Linked DNA regions of Muntiacus reevesi: region 2 is linked to region 1. A link is a contact called in public Hi-C data. All regions are on one chromosome and are shown on one strand. The core of a region is the stretch at or near the end of the contact, and the rest is flanking DNA. Distances in the headings are between cores, read along the strand shown. Region 1 holds the start of HIGD2A (HIG1 hypoxia inducible domain family member 2A). Region 2 holds the start of RNF44 (ring finger protein 44).

Region 1 (7,209 bases), core at 3,133-5,632:
GTGGGAAAATGGGTACAGGTGCCCTCAGGGACTAGGCAGGAGCTGAGACCAGCTGAGTAGCTCATTCTTCGTCCATCACCAACTGATCCCACCTGGGCACAGGGGTCCAGTGTAGCCAGATCTTTCCATTTTTAAGAGAAACCAAAAAAAAAATAAGGACTTTTACTTGAAACCTCCCATAATTAAAATGGGAGTTAACCCCTGAACAGCAGTTAACTCTTGAACAGCACAGATGTGAACTGCATGGGTCCACTTATAATGGGTATTTTTCAGGAGTAACTACTATAGCACTACATGGTCCACGGTTGGTTGAATCCTTAGATTTGAGGAACTGCAGACTTGGAAGACCAACTGTAAATTAAACACAGGTTAACTCTCAAGTTGTCCGAGGGTCACCTGCATTCCATTAAAAATACCACGTGAGCAAACAATATATATTTATGAGTGGGATACACACCATAGGCTACTTAGTCTACCCAATTATAAGCATTCTGTCAAAGGGATTCATTTCCTAGGGTATCTTTCCTCTTTGTTTCCACTCAACCTCAGGAAACAGGCACTAGCCAAGCAGATCAGACCCCAAACGGTCCAGGGTACCTTCTCCAAGGGCCCAAGTGGTTCCTCCTGCCAGGCCTGAAACACTTACCTTATAGTTCTCCCCATGGTTCTCCACCATGTAGCGAACATAGTCAATGAGATCTCGCGACAGTGTATTTCCTTTCTTTTCTGGAAGGCTGGCTTCTGCCTCCAGGTCTGGGTTGAGAGAAGCCAAGAGACAGGGAATGAAGCTTTGCTTCCTGCATAAGTTGAATTGCTCAGTCAATCCCAACCCACAAGAGTTGCTACACTGGCCAAGTGATGACCTTTCCCTCTTCCTCTCCAAATTCAGTGCTAGAATCTTCCTCATTAGCCCCTCGGGTCCCAGGCTCTCCCTGTGGCACAAGCATCCATCAGTATGGCAATAAGTCACCTCTCTTTGGGTCTCAGATGGGTGAAAGGAAGGCACCAAACTAAAAATCCCTACTTGGTGCCAGGTACTAGGGACAGAGATGAAGACACATTGCTTGTCCACAATGCAGGGCTCCATTCCAGCTCTAAAACTCTTTGAGAACCTCTTAAAAGTATTAATACGGGAAATGAAACTCGAGCTGTAGAAACTAGGGCCCGAGGCACCTTACTGTTCCACGTGAGGGGGAAAACCAAATTCTGGAGTCAATATGGCCTCACTCCTAAAATAGCTGGGCTTCTCTGATGGCTCAGCGGTAAAGACTCTGCCTGCAATGCAGGAGATGCAGGTTCAATCCCTGGATGGGGAAGATCCTCTAGAGAAGAGGAAATGGCAACCCACTCCAGTGTTATGCCTGGGAAAACCTATCCATAGAGGACCTGGAGAGCGACAGTCCAAGGGGTCAGAAGAGTTGGACATGGCTTAGCGACTGAAGCACACAGGCACAACACTACTGAGCTATGTATTTTTTAAATGATTATGATGGTAAATTTTGAGGGTTTTTACTTTTGCCACAATTAACCTTTTTTAATGGTAAATTTTGTGGGGTATTTTTTTACCATAATTTAAAAAATTTTTAATTAAAGAATTAAAACTTTTTAAGATTAGCTTTCACTACAGTAAGTACACATGATTTTGTATATACAATCCTGTGCAGTAACTCTTACAAGAATCACTAAAATAGACTACAGACAGGAATTCATGGAATTCTATACCAAATGTCTGGTCAGAGGGCTTTCCTGGTGGCTCAGAGGTAAAGAACTGGCCTGCCAAGGTAGGAGACGTGGGTTCGATACTTAATCTGGGAAGAGCTCACATACAGTGGAGCAACGAAGCCCATGGACACAACTATTGAGCCTGTGCTCCAGAGCCCAGGAGCCACAACTACTGAGTCCACGTGCTGCAACTACTGAAGACTGTGCGCTTCCAGCCTGTGCTCCACGAGAAGAGAAGCCTCCACAGGAAGAAGCCTGCGCATGCTTGAGTTATGCTCAAGCCATAACTAGAGAAAAGCCTGAGCAGCAATGAAGGCACAGCCAAAAATAAATAAATACTATTCTTTAAATTTCTGGTCATTCAAATCTTTAAACTTTGCAGAATTTACCCTCTTGTTTTAATATTCGGTCTCTATAGCCTTAAAATACATAAAGTTGATTTATCATTGGAAAGATTCAGTTCAGTCGCTTGGTCGTGTCTGACTCAGACCCCATCGACTGAGGCACACCAGGCTTCCTTGTCCATCACCAACTCCTGGAGCCTACTCAAACTCATGTCCATCGAATTGGTGATGCCATCCAACCATCCCATCCTCACTCGAAAGATTATGTGGTGGAATCTCTAAAAAGAAATCTGTTCATCCTTAAACTCATGAGAAGCTGAATTCACGCCTGAGACTTGATGCTTTTCTCCTTTGTCCTCTCAGGCACCGGTTAGGTCCTCCCTGAACATCTCTGGCCTCCCTTCACGCATTGGAAATTAGTCAGTAGACTGAAAACATCTCAGCCAGGACACAGTTCTAACTCTGCCAGCTGAGCCCTGGACCAGCTCACTTTCTCCCTCTGAACCTCAGTTTCTCCATCTGTACACTGAGAACATCTGAGAGTCCTTTCCAGCCCTGTATAGGATGCTGACCTACAGAAACTGTGGCCCACACCCACCATTAAGCACATACGGCTTCCGCACAAGCTCCTTAGGCCTCTCCTCTACATCCACTTCCATGGTCTTTACCTGCAGAGAACAGAGACCGTGAGAACAGTAGCCAGAAGAAATTATCCTGGATGAGGGAGAATTCTAAAGGCTCCTGCCCATCTCAACACAACTGCGTTATCCATAAGGGCCCCTTCACAAGGTCAGGCAAGACTAGATGACCAAAGAACTAATGCCCTGGATGCTTTTTCTTCCCAAGATGCTCAAGTAAGCAGTTTATCTTTCTGTGCCCATCTATAAAATGGGCAGAATATTCCTTGCCTGCCTCACTTCACTGTGTGATTATCAAATGAAGCAATGCACATGAAAGCACTTTAGAGTTTTCAATGAGGGAGAGAGGTCAGATGCCTTCTCTTATGCAAGGAGCAAGCTGACAGTGCTTGGCTATAGTTTCATATTTATTCAATAAACAGTAGTGCCTTGTTCCTCTAGCATAGAGATAATAAGAAATTTGCCTGAAGGCAACGGGACAAACCCAATCAGCGCTCCCAACTCATGATTCATTAACTACAGACCACTAGTCACATCCTAAGCACCACCGAGGCTTAGTAGTGAATGGAACAGAGTTCTTGTCCCCAAGCAGATTATGTTGGAGGAAAGATGCACAGATAATAAACAGATAAATATATAACATGACATACCATCAAGTATTTACAAGTGTCAATGAATTAAAGTAGGAAAGAAGTTACTGAGTGAAAGGGGGTGCGATTTTTGAAAGTGGTCCAGAAAAAGAATTATTCTGGAGAAACTAGAAAAGGGAAGCATCAGACCAAGGACGATTGGATAACTGAGGAAAGGTGTGAGGCGCAGTAAGGATTCCAAACTCCTTGTTAGGAGAGTTAAGGGCAGAAAAAGATAAATTCTGGAAAACTGAGATACCAAGGAAGACCCAAACAGTTTACTTTCAGAAGGATAAAGTGAGTGCCGAAGGAAAACGGCAGCTCCAACCCAGGTCCAATGTGTGCTGGGGAGGCAGTATGAGGGAGATACTAAAAGGTAATCTCAACGCACTGTCAGGCTGGCCGAGTTGGCTGTGGGGAAGTCGCAAACCCAAGGGCGTGAGGGAGGTAATAGACAGGATTAAGCCAGCTAAGGATGGTGTGGGGGCGGAGGGCAAGGCCGGGACCATGTCAGTACCTTTCTCTTAAGAAAGGGCACTGCCCTGTTGGGGTCCATAGCCAAACCCATCTCGGCCAGGTTCTGCCGCACCGATTTGGTCTGGTCCCAGGCATGTCGGATGTGCGAGCTACGGGAAAAAAAAAAGAGGGCGATCGCGGGACTGTCATCTAGCTAGCCGTCCCGGCCAAGGTCTCCTGCCGTCTGAACCCCGGTCTCCTCACCATTCGATCCGCGGCGCTGCCTTCCGTCGAGCATTCCGGTTCAGACGCTTCCGGTTAATATTATAACCGAACTTCTGCCTCCGAGTCTTTCCCTTGGCTTTGGGCATTGCACTGACCACAGCACCGCGTACTAGACTCTGCTTCTCACTCCAACTACCTCGTGTAGCGACTCCTTCCGGCTAGTGGAGCACGTGGTTTTGCAGGCTTTCGGGAAATGTAGTCTTCTTCGAAGCGACACAAGCTGGTACTATAACTCCCAGAATGCCACGAGCGACCGCGCCTGCGTACAACGTTCAGCAAAGCCCTTTCCCCTGCCCCCTTTAATGACCTCATCAGGAGGCGGGGCTTAGTGTCCGAATTTTCGCCTACTGCTGTTGCCCGAAACATGGAGACTCCTGGCCGTGTCACTCCGGAGGCACCTTTTGAACCATCGCAGCCCCCAGTCATTGAAGGCTTTAGCCCCAGTGTATACAGCACTTCGGAAAGCTTCAAGGAAAAGTTTATCCGCAAGACCCGCGAGAACCCACTGGTACCCATAGGTAAGCAAGTGGGAGCTGTAGGAACTGTAGACCAAGAGGGCAGTATGCAGAGGGAATGAAATAGGGGAGGACCGGGACCCCAGTGGGGTGACCGGAATGAGAAGGGGCCGGGCGGTGAGGGGTGAACGTGATTGGAGTAGGAGCTGGACGGGATTGGGGACGCTGGTACGCGGCGGACTCTGACTCCGAGGACCCCCCCCACCCCTGCCCCGGCCCTCCTTCTTCCCACCCCTCCCACCTCGGCCCCACCTCACGGCGCGCTCTCCTCAGCTCCTGTTTAAGGATATCTTGACCCTGGAGAGGGAAGCCCAAAGAGGGGAGGGGCCCTCTGGAGCCGGACCTGCCACTTCCCACCTGCTTTGTCGCCTCTTCAGGCTGCCTGGGCACTGCAGCCGCCCTAACCTATGGCCTCTACTGCTTCCACCGTGGACAGAGCCAGCGCTCCCAACTCATGATGCGTACCCGGATCGCCGCCCAGGGCTTCACGATCGTAGCCATCTTGGTGGGTCTGGCTGCGTCCACTCTGAAATCTCGACCTTGAACCGGTGGCCTCGCCTTGAAAGCCTCACGGAGATGGCGTATACAGCATTTCGGAACCACCAGTCCTACCACTGAAATAACTCCCTCATCTCCCCTAACAAGCCCTGTATCAGTGCGGGTGGAAGTGGCCAATTGTGTAAACGACAGATTTTTTTTCCGGAATCTCGGGTTCCGTTCAGTTTACGTGTTGCCAACTTCTGTTTGTGCTGCACCTTCGCCACTTCCTACCTAATAAATTCTCATTCACTTGTAATTCAGTGAATTCGTTCCCACTTTCACCGCCATGGTTTTTGGTCTTTGGTTTTAGGAGAAAACAGACTAAAGACTGCAGGGTCTTTTAGAAATCCAGTAGTCTACTGATTCTCAAACTTTCCTGACAGCAGTCACCCCGAGGTATTTTTTAAAAGTAGGCAGTCTTGAGAGTCCCTTGGACAGCAGGGAGATCAAACCAGTCAATCCTAAAGGAAATCAACCCTGAATATTCAGTGGAAGGACTGATGCTGAAGCTCAAATACTTTGGTCACATGATGCACAGAGCCAACTCATTGGTAAAGACCCTGATGCTAGGAAAGATTGAGGGCAGGAGGAGAAGAGGGTGACAGAGGGTGAGATGGTTGAATGGCATCACTGATTCAATAGTCAAATTCGTGCAAACTCCAAGAGATAGTGAAAGACAGGGAAACCTAGCGTGCTACATTCATGGGATAGCAAAGAGTCATGACTTAGCAACTGAACAAGACAGTTTCTACAGTGCTGTTATATGGGGGGCCAGGGTCGGAGGTGGGGACTGATCTTTCCAACAATTTTCAAACTTTAAGTAGAAAACCTTCCTTCCCATGAGGCCTGCCATGCTTCTGCCCTCCACTTGTGTTCCTGACTCCAGTACTACCTCCTGAGAACACTTAAGGCTGATCTAGACCATCCCAGCTTGGTTCTTGATGCATCTTATAGAGCAGGAAACAGGCTTACAGACACAGCCTGATGTAACAGAAACAGCGCACAGGGTAATCTCAAAGCTTGCCAATGATTTGTGGCAGCACCTAGTGTTTTATGGTTAAGGAGAAAAGGAGACTGGAGATCTGAGCAAACTCAAGAAGAGAGGCACCCTCATGAGTTTCTCATTCATGTAAAGTCTCAAAACCAGGTGTTCCTGATCTGCTGCTGCTGCTAAGTCGCTTCAGTCATGTCCGACTCTGTGCAACCCCATAAATGGCAGCCCACCAGGCTCCTCCATCCCTGGGATTCTCCAGGCAAGAACACTGGAGTGGGTTGCCATTCTGCAGTCATCCCTAAGATGTTGAGTCAGATTCTGTTTCCTTCCATCCGTGGCACCATCAGTTTCAATACCAGCTGTATGACTAAGGCCAGCGAAGCTTCTTGCCCCCACCATGGTCTTTCAGCTGTAAGAGAAAGATTCTAAGTGTGGTGACCCTTGGCCTCCACACAGAACAGACATGAAGTGGTGAGGGCTATGGCACTTCTAGAGAGGATGGTCACTATTTTTAACTTGTTGCTGTTCCTCCCCCTCCAACCCCCACCAAAAAAAGGTTAGTTGAAAGTCCTAACCCCAGTACTTCAGAAGGTGATCTTATTTGATAATAGGGTCTTTTCAGAGGTAATCAATTTAAAATGAGGTCAGTAGGGTGGACTCTAATCCAGTATGACTAGTGTGCTTATACAAAGGAGAAGTTTGGACACAAAAGCAGACATGTATAGAGAACAGGTGATGTGATGATAAACTCAGGATTGTAGTAACGTATGTACAAGCCAAGGAACACAGCTCCTTCCCTATGGCCTTTAGAGGGATGGTGACAGCATGGTTTCAGACTTAATAACCTCCAGACCAGTGAGACAATAAATTCTGTTGTTCTAAGCCAGACAATGTGGTTATGGCAGTTCTAGGAAACTAATACGGTTGGCAATTAAATCTTTTTAAACACTTCAGATCACAATGGCTTGAATGTAACCTGTGTGCAACCTCTGTTAAAAGGGGAGAAGGTATAGTCACTGATTGTTTCTCCAAAATCCTTATCTCACAGGCTTGTTCGATCAGAAAGGGTTGAAGTTGCAAATGCAT
Region 2 (6,465 bases), core at 1,466-3,965, 150 kb after region 1:
TTGTCTCACACGTGACCCTCTGGTTTATGTCCCCGGAATGCCCTCAGCAAATCCCCACAGCCCTCAAGGTTCCCGCCCCCAGGACCAGAGGCCAATAACACGTCTCCCTCTGACCTGAAAAACTTTCCTGGGCACATGCAAAATCACTCTGGAGCAAGCGGGAAGGAGGCTCAGTTTTACCCTATTTCCCAGGGAAGTCAGGAATCTGGAGTTTCCTCTCATTTATGAGTCCTCTGCTTTGGAACCCCAGTGTGGGCCCATGGCCTATATACCTACTGTGTGCCTCACCCTCATCACCCCAGCCCGCCCCTACCCCTCTGAAGGCAGGTTCTGTTACTTTCATCTTACATATGAAGAAAATGGCTCAGGAAATGACTCCCCTTGACCCAGTTCCCAAAGTGTGGCCCAGGGAGCTCCAGAAATGATTGGTGGGAGTGGCTCACGCTTGGCCAAGCACCTCCCATGAAGTTCTGTGGAGAAACTGGAGTTCTGGAGTCTCCTGCATGATCTGGGTAAATCCTACCCTGATCATCTCATTGGTCCTTCCAATGACCTAGGTATCAGTGTGTGCTCCACTATACAGATGAGGAAGCTCAGGCAAAAGAGGACATGACTCATCCACCATTACATAGTCATCAAGGGGCAAACATGGGGTCACATTTTAAGCTAATATTAAGTTTGGTTCACGCAATGCAAATGCCAACACAGGGTCTCCAAGTGTCCAATAATCAAAAGCACAAGAGCCTCTCCAGATCACAGACTGGAAGAATGGCAGAGAGGGATTTGAACCCTGGTCCCTTGAATGCAAAATACTGGATGCTACCTACATTCCGGCTTTCACCCCAGGACTCTGCAGGAGATGGTTCCTGCTGGGGCCTCCCCTATTCTACCTGCCTACCTAAGAGCCTGGACAGCTGGCTGCCTCCTTCCCTCCATCAGGGGTCAGAAAGTACTCCACTCCTTTTTTCTAAAACCCCTCAAGCCCTCCTCCAGATGCAGGGCCCAGCAGCCTTCCCAAGTGAAGCTGGCAGAACACAGAGACTGAGGGACGGTTCAGGAACACACAGCACAGCCTGGTAAAGCCCGCTCAGGACACAGACCTCCCAGCTACCCCAGAGCATCAGCCTTGAGCCTCACATTCCAGGGTAGGGGTTGACAGGCCCCACTCTGCCAAGTCCTTGCTGCTTAGGGCAGGCTTGAGCACACCTGAGCCCTAAGCTTTGGTTGCCCTAAAAAGCAGAGACCATTTATGCATATGGGGGAGGGTGGCGTGTCTATAAAGGTGTTCCCAGGTCTGGGTTCGAGGCTGCAGCACTCTGGCCCCAGCTCTGAGTCTTGGTCAGCGATGTGGCCTCTCTCTTCCTCAGTCTCACTTCTGTAAAACCAGGATGATGACACCACTAGTGACAGATGCCATTTCCTGAACACTCTGTGTATGCAGCACTGCTGTTCATCTCCTACAGGCTACAGAGAGGGCAGGCAGACACTGATGGTTAAGTGCAGTGCCTCAGAAGCCAGCCCACCTAGACTATGAGAAAGCTGCCACCTCTATGAGGCTCACAGTTTGTCCAGTGAAAATAGGGGTGACTATGAGTCAACAGTGGCTTCCACTGTGTGCACATCTTCCACGGTCCTGGAAGATACCATGTGCTTGAATCTGTGAGCTCTGTGGGTAGGGCACTGGGAGGGGATCCGCTTCCTGACTCCCTCCCTGTTATAGCTGTCCTCCATGGAACCCATAGGGTCTGGTAAACGAAGGAGCGGGTACGGGTCACCACAGAATCCAGAGATGAAAATCGGGCGCTGCAAGATTGTGGGAGCCTGGCAACTCCCGGGAGATGAGTCCAGCTGAATCCCCCCTTTGCCCTCCAACCAAGGCCAGCTTCCTACACCCACATCGTCTTTCTTGCTCTGGACCCATCTCGACTCGGGCTTCATAGCCCTCAGAAAACAGAGTGTGTGACCTTGGGCAAGACACAGATCCTCTGGAGCCCCCGCGCCTGTCTTTACCCTCAAAGCAGTACCCACGCCGCTGGCGTGCAGTGGTCTGTTCTTCCGACCCGAGGCAGCCCCAGGGCAAGGTTTGGGTCGCGCTGGGTCCCCAGCAGCTGGGACAAGGAGCGCTGGTAGTGTTTGGGACAGCGCTAAGGAGGCCAAAGCACTGCAGTCTGTCCTGGACTCCTGGGCTCCAGCTCTAGCCGGGACTCGCCAGGGGTTGCGATCGGAGCATGCGTGGAGCGCAGGGCACTCTGGGACTAGTAGTTCCCAGGGGCTCCCCGTACTGGAACACCAGACAGCGGGCAGAGCAGCTCTGGCCCGGAGTCCCAGGACAGCAAGCTCCCGCCCAGCGGACGCTGCCCGGCGGACTCTGGCCTTGCTGGAGGTCCCTGCGCTACACTGCTAGCCCACTGCCGCCCCCTATCGCTCCATCCTCGTTGACCCTGCGCCTGGGGCGCACGGCGCAGGGTCCAGGCCGTGCGTTACCTGGGGCCGCGGCGGGGCTCTAACCCCACCCGGCGGCCGGCGCGTTGCTCCCGCTGCAGCCCGGGGTCCTGGTCCCGCTGCGGCCCGAGCGCCGCCTGCCGCGGTCCCCCCTTTGGCCCGACGCAGTGGAACGGTCCACAGACCTCTTCACCCGGGCGCGCGCGCGCGCGCGCGGGGTCTACAGCAGCTACGTAGCTTCACCCTCGCTCCCGCGCACGTATGGAAGTACCTGGACTGCACCAAGCGCGCGGGAGCGGAGGGTGGAAGGAGGCGGAGCGTGTCTCGGCCACGCCCCCTCAGTGTACGGCCGCAAAGGGCGCGCAAGGGCGAGGCTTACAGGGTCTGGCACCCCAGGTGCCCCCTTTGCTACCGGTGTGACCTTGGATGAATGACTAAATAGGAAAAATAATACGAGCCCGTGGCCGTTCAAAGAACCTTTGCTTCGCGGACAGTTTGTTCCCCTCCCTCAGCCTCGGAATGTGTGTGTGTGTGTGTGTGTGTGTGTGTGTGTGCGCGCGCGCGCGCGCGCGGGAGAAGGTAACAAGGATCTACATACAAAGAGCAAAGACCGAGATCAGCAGATCTTGGTTCCTCTCTGTGGGTCATTCTCTGAGCTTCAGTTTCCTCTTCTGTGAAATGGGAATGATGATACCTCCTTCGGGATGTAGGGAGACTCTGGTGACAAAAGAATGCTTCTGTCCATTGCTAGAGCCATCCTGGACCAAAGTGGGAATACCTGCTCAGGCCTGGGATCCAGAGGGTATCCCCGCCCACTGCATCCTAGGGTGTAATTAGCCGGCTAGGACTACAACTCCCATCGCGCCCCGCTCCATCAGGGTCGTGCTGGGAGCTGTAGTCTCTGCAGACCTTACTCTCAGAGACTGCCCTCTTTCCTCAGCCCAGGACTTGGCACCTCTGCCGAGGGAGGGCCCGCTGCCTCGAGGCCGACTTACTTTTTAAAGCTTGCATTTGTTGAGTTCTACCCAGTGAGGGAATATTATTAGTGTCCCTGTTTTATAGATTCGAAAGCTGAAGTATAGCGAGCTGAGGGATTTTTGCTAGGAAGTGACAGACTCAGGATTTCTGTCCAGGCCTGGCATCCAGAACCTGCTTTCTACCTCACTCTGGTTCATCCTTTAGCAAACATATGTTTTGCTTTTTTCTTTTTAAATACGAACTAAATTAAAGCCTAATTTAGGATATACTTCGTAGCTATACAGTAAAATAAATCTTATGTGTACATTCTTCATAAATGTATACCTCTGTATAACTAAAATCTAATCAAGATCTAGAACATTTTCATCACTTTGGAAAGTTCCCTCTTACCCCCTCCAAGTCAGTTTCCTGCAGTCATAACTATGGATCTGGTTCCTGACACTATAGATTTGTTTTTTGTGTTTAGAACTTCATATCAATGGAATAACTGTGTAAATGCTGTGGTCTTTCATTCTGCATCATGTTTTTTGAGATCCAACCTGCGGTAGGTATCACTAGTCTGTTCTTTTTTGCCCCCAGTTTTATTGAGATCTAATTGATGTTGACATATAACATTTTGTAAGTTGAAGGTGTACAGTATTATCCAATACATGTATATACTGCAGAATGTTTCCCTAAATAAGGTTAGTTAACACTTCCTTCACCTATATAGTTAGCATTTTGCTGTCTTGTTGTTTTGCTTTGCACTACTCTCAATAGCAACTTTCAGGTATAAGGTAGATACAGTATTATTGACTATAGTCACCTTGCTATACAATAGATCCTCAGAACTTACTCATTTTATGTAACTCAAAGTTTGTATCTTTTGACCAACACTTCCTGGTTTCCCCCACCCCACAGCTCCTGGCAACCTCCATTCTACAATCTGTTTCTATGTATTTGACTTAAAAAAAAAGTTCTACATATCAATGAGATCATGCAGTACTGGCCTTTCTCTGACTGACTTATTTCACTTAGCATGTGTCCCTGTTTAGCATGTGTCACTTAGCATGGTGCCCCTCAGGTCTGTCCATGTAGTTACAAATGGCAGAATTTCTTTATTTTTTATGACTGAGGAATATTCCATTGTGTGTATATGTATATATGTATATACCACAGTTTATTCATTCATCCATCACTGGAAACCTAGGTTGTTTTCAAGTATTGGCTGTTGTGAATAATACTGCAATGAACACAGGCAGGGTTTTGTTATTCATTTATTTTGTTTTACTTTCCTTTCTAACTTGATGGCTAGTAACTCATTGTATGAATGTACAATGATTTTTGAAACCCAATCCTTTGAAGAAATGATCCCTGAGTTCCAGCCACCTTGATCTTTCAATTCTCCCAGGAGCCAGGTTCTTTCCTTAGTGAGGCTTTGGACACACCGTTCCCTCTGCCGGGGCTTCCCTTTCCTTCCTTGTGGGCTGACCTACTCTGCTGTCGCAGAGCCTCCCTCTGTGGGGGCAGGGATGCTTGTCCCCCCCCGGCCAGTGTCCTCCGCCAAGCACAGTGCCTGGACAAGGTGAGCAATCAGTCCCTGTCCGTTGAAGGGACACAGAAGAGGCAGGGGACCCCAGGAGGGCCATGTGACACGGGTTGCATTCCTGGAGGGCTCAGAGGCCTGTTCCGTCTCAGAGACAGCCATGTGTTATTTTACTTCCCCCTATTTTCCTGATGTGGAAACTGAGGCTGAGAAGAGCTGGAATGGGAACACAGGTCTTCCTGGCTGTGACCCCTTCCCAGGATGGTGGTGGTGAGGAGTGTTGAGAAGAACCTGAGGGAAGGCTCTAGGGACGTTGTTGCAGAGCAGAGAGGGGAAGTGGGGCCTGTTACTCCCTGAAATCAAGCCCAGTGGAAGTGCTCAGGCAACTCTCAACTCCATAAAAACAAATACAGTTGGGGCCACAGAGTGAAGTTCAGGGGAAGAGGTGAGCTCCCCATCACTGGAGCTGTGCAAATTGTGGCAGAGCAGCCCTGTGGAAGGGGTCCTTTAGAGAGAATGTGTGCTCTAGGAAGGGGCTCAGAGGTCTGGGGGTGGTGAGGAGTTGGTCTCATGGGTCCTCAAGTTCCTTCTAGGATGGGAGGTCGTCAATATGACACCAAGTGGCTGTTTATATATTAATACCTTGGGCTGGTTCCTCAGCTGTAAGACAGAGTGATGAAGGAAACTTGTATTCTGCAAAGGTGTGTGCAGCTGGAAAGTTGAGGAGGGGTTGGACACACACACAGCAAAGAGACACACTCGGCCCAGGCTCTCCAGGTCACCTCTGAAGCCATACGCTGTTGAGGTGGGGGAGCGAGGGGGGCACTCCATGTTTCAGATGAAGTTGTAGCTCAGAGAGGAATCACTTGCCAGACACCACAGGACAAGTCAGGGCTTGATTTCAGCTTGATCAATTTTTTTTTTTTTAACATTTATTTTTATTTATTTGGCTGCATAGAATCTTAGTTGTGGCATGTGGGATCTAGTTCCCTGACCAGGGATCGAACCCAGGCCCCCTGTATCAGGAGTGCAGAGCCTTAGCCACTGGACCACCAGGGAGTTCCCAACTTGATCAATTTCTGAGCATATAGTGAGTGCACAGAGTAGATTGCCAGAAGAGACAAGCAACGAGAAGTTTTTCTGATCAAAACTTTGAGAGAGACTTCCCTGGTGGTCCAGTGGTTAAGAATCCACCTGGCAATGCAGGGGACACGGGTTTGATCCCTGGTCTGGGAAGATTCCCTGTGCCATAGAGCAGCTAAGCCTGGGCGCCACAACTAACAGTGGCCTCTGCTTGCCCAGACAAAAGAAAGCCTGTGCGCCACAGCGAAGACCCAGGGCAGCCAAAAAAAAATAACAATTAGAAAAAAAAAGCTTTTAAAAACCACGCACCTGAGACAGTGGCTATGAAGAAACCCTGGTGTGTGTCCAGATTGCTACCTCCTCTCTATCACTGCCCTGGGCTCGGGTTTTAGGGCATGTGTGTGTGCTAACTTGCTTCAGTCGTGTCTGACTCTTTG

Evidence for each region. A called contact is a pair of places that touch in the nucleus more often than the background predicts.
Region 2: a Hi-C map of muscle shows a contact between it and region 1, with 4 times the contacts expected there. The contact joins the promoter of RNF44 here to the promoter of HIGD2A in region 1. A contact is called at or near these places in 2 of 3 Hi-C or Micro-C datasets (blood and muscle).

What each region holds. Positions count from the first base shown.
Region 1 is chr1:215,757,887-215,765,095 of mMunRee1.1, forward strand. It overlaps HIGD2A (HIG1 hypoxia inducible domain family member 2A), which reads left to right and starts at 4,383. Exons shown (of 2, transcript XM_065918235.1): 1 at 4,383-4,592; 2 at 4,967-7,014. The coding sequence starts at 4,439. The coding sequence ends at 5,133. It overlaps NOP16 (NOP16 nucleolar protein), which reads right to left and starts at 4,276. Exons shown (of 5, transcript XM_065918234.1): 1 at 4,054-4,276; 2 at 3,851-3,959; 3 at 2,665-2,734; 4 at 647-753. The coding sequence starts at 4,160.
Region 2 is chr1:215,910,260-215,916,724 of mMunRee1.1, forward strand. It overlaps RNF44 (ring finger protein 44), which reads right to left and starts at 2,716. Exons shown (of 11, transcript XM_065918241.1): 1 at 2,485-2,716.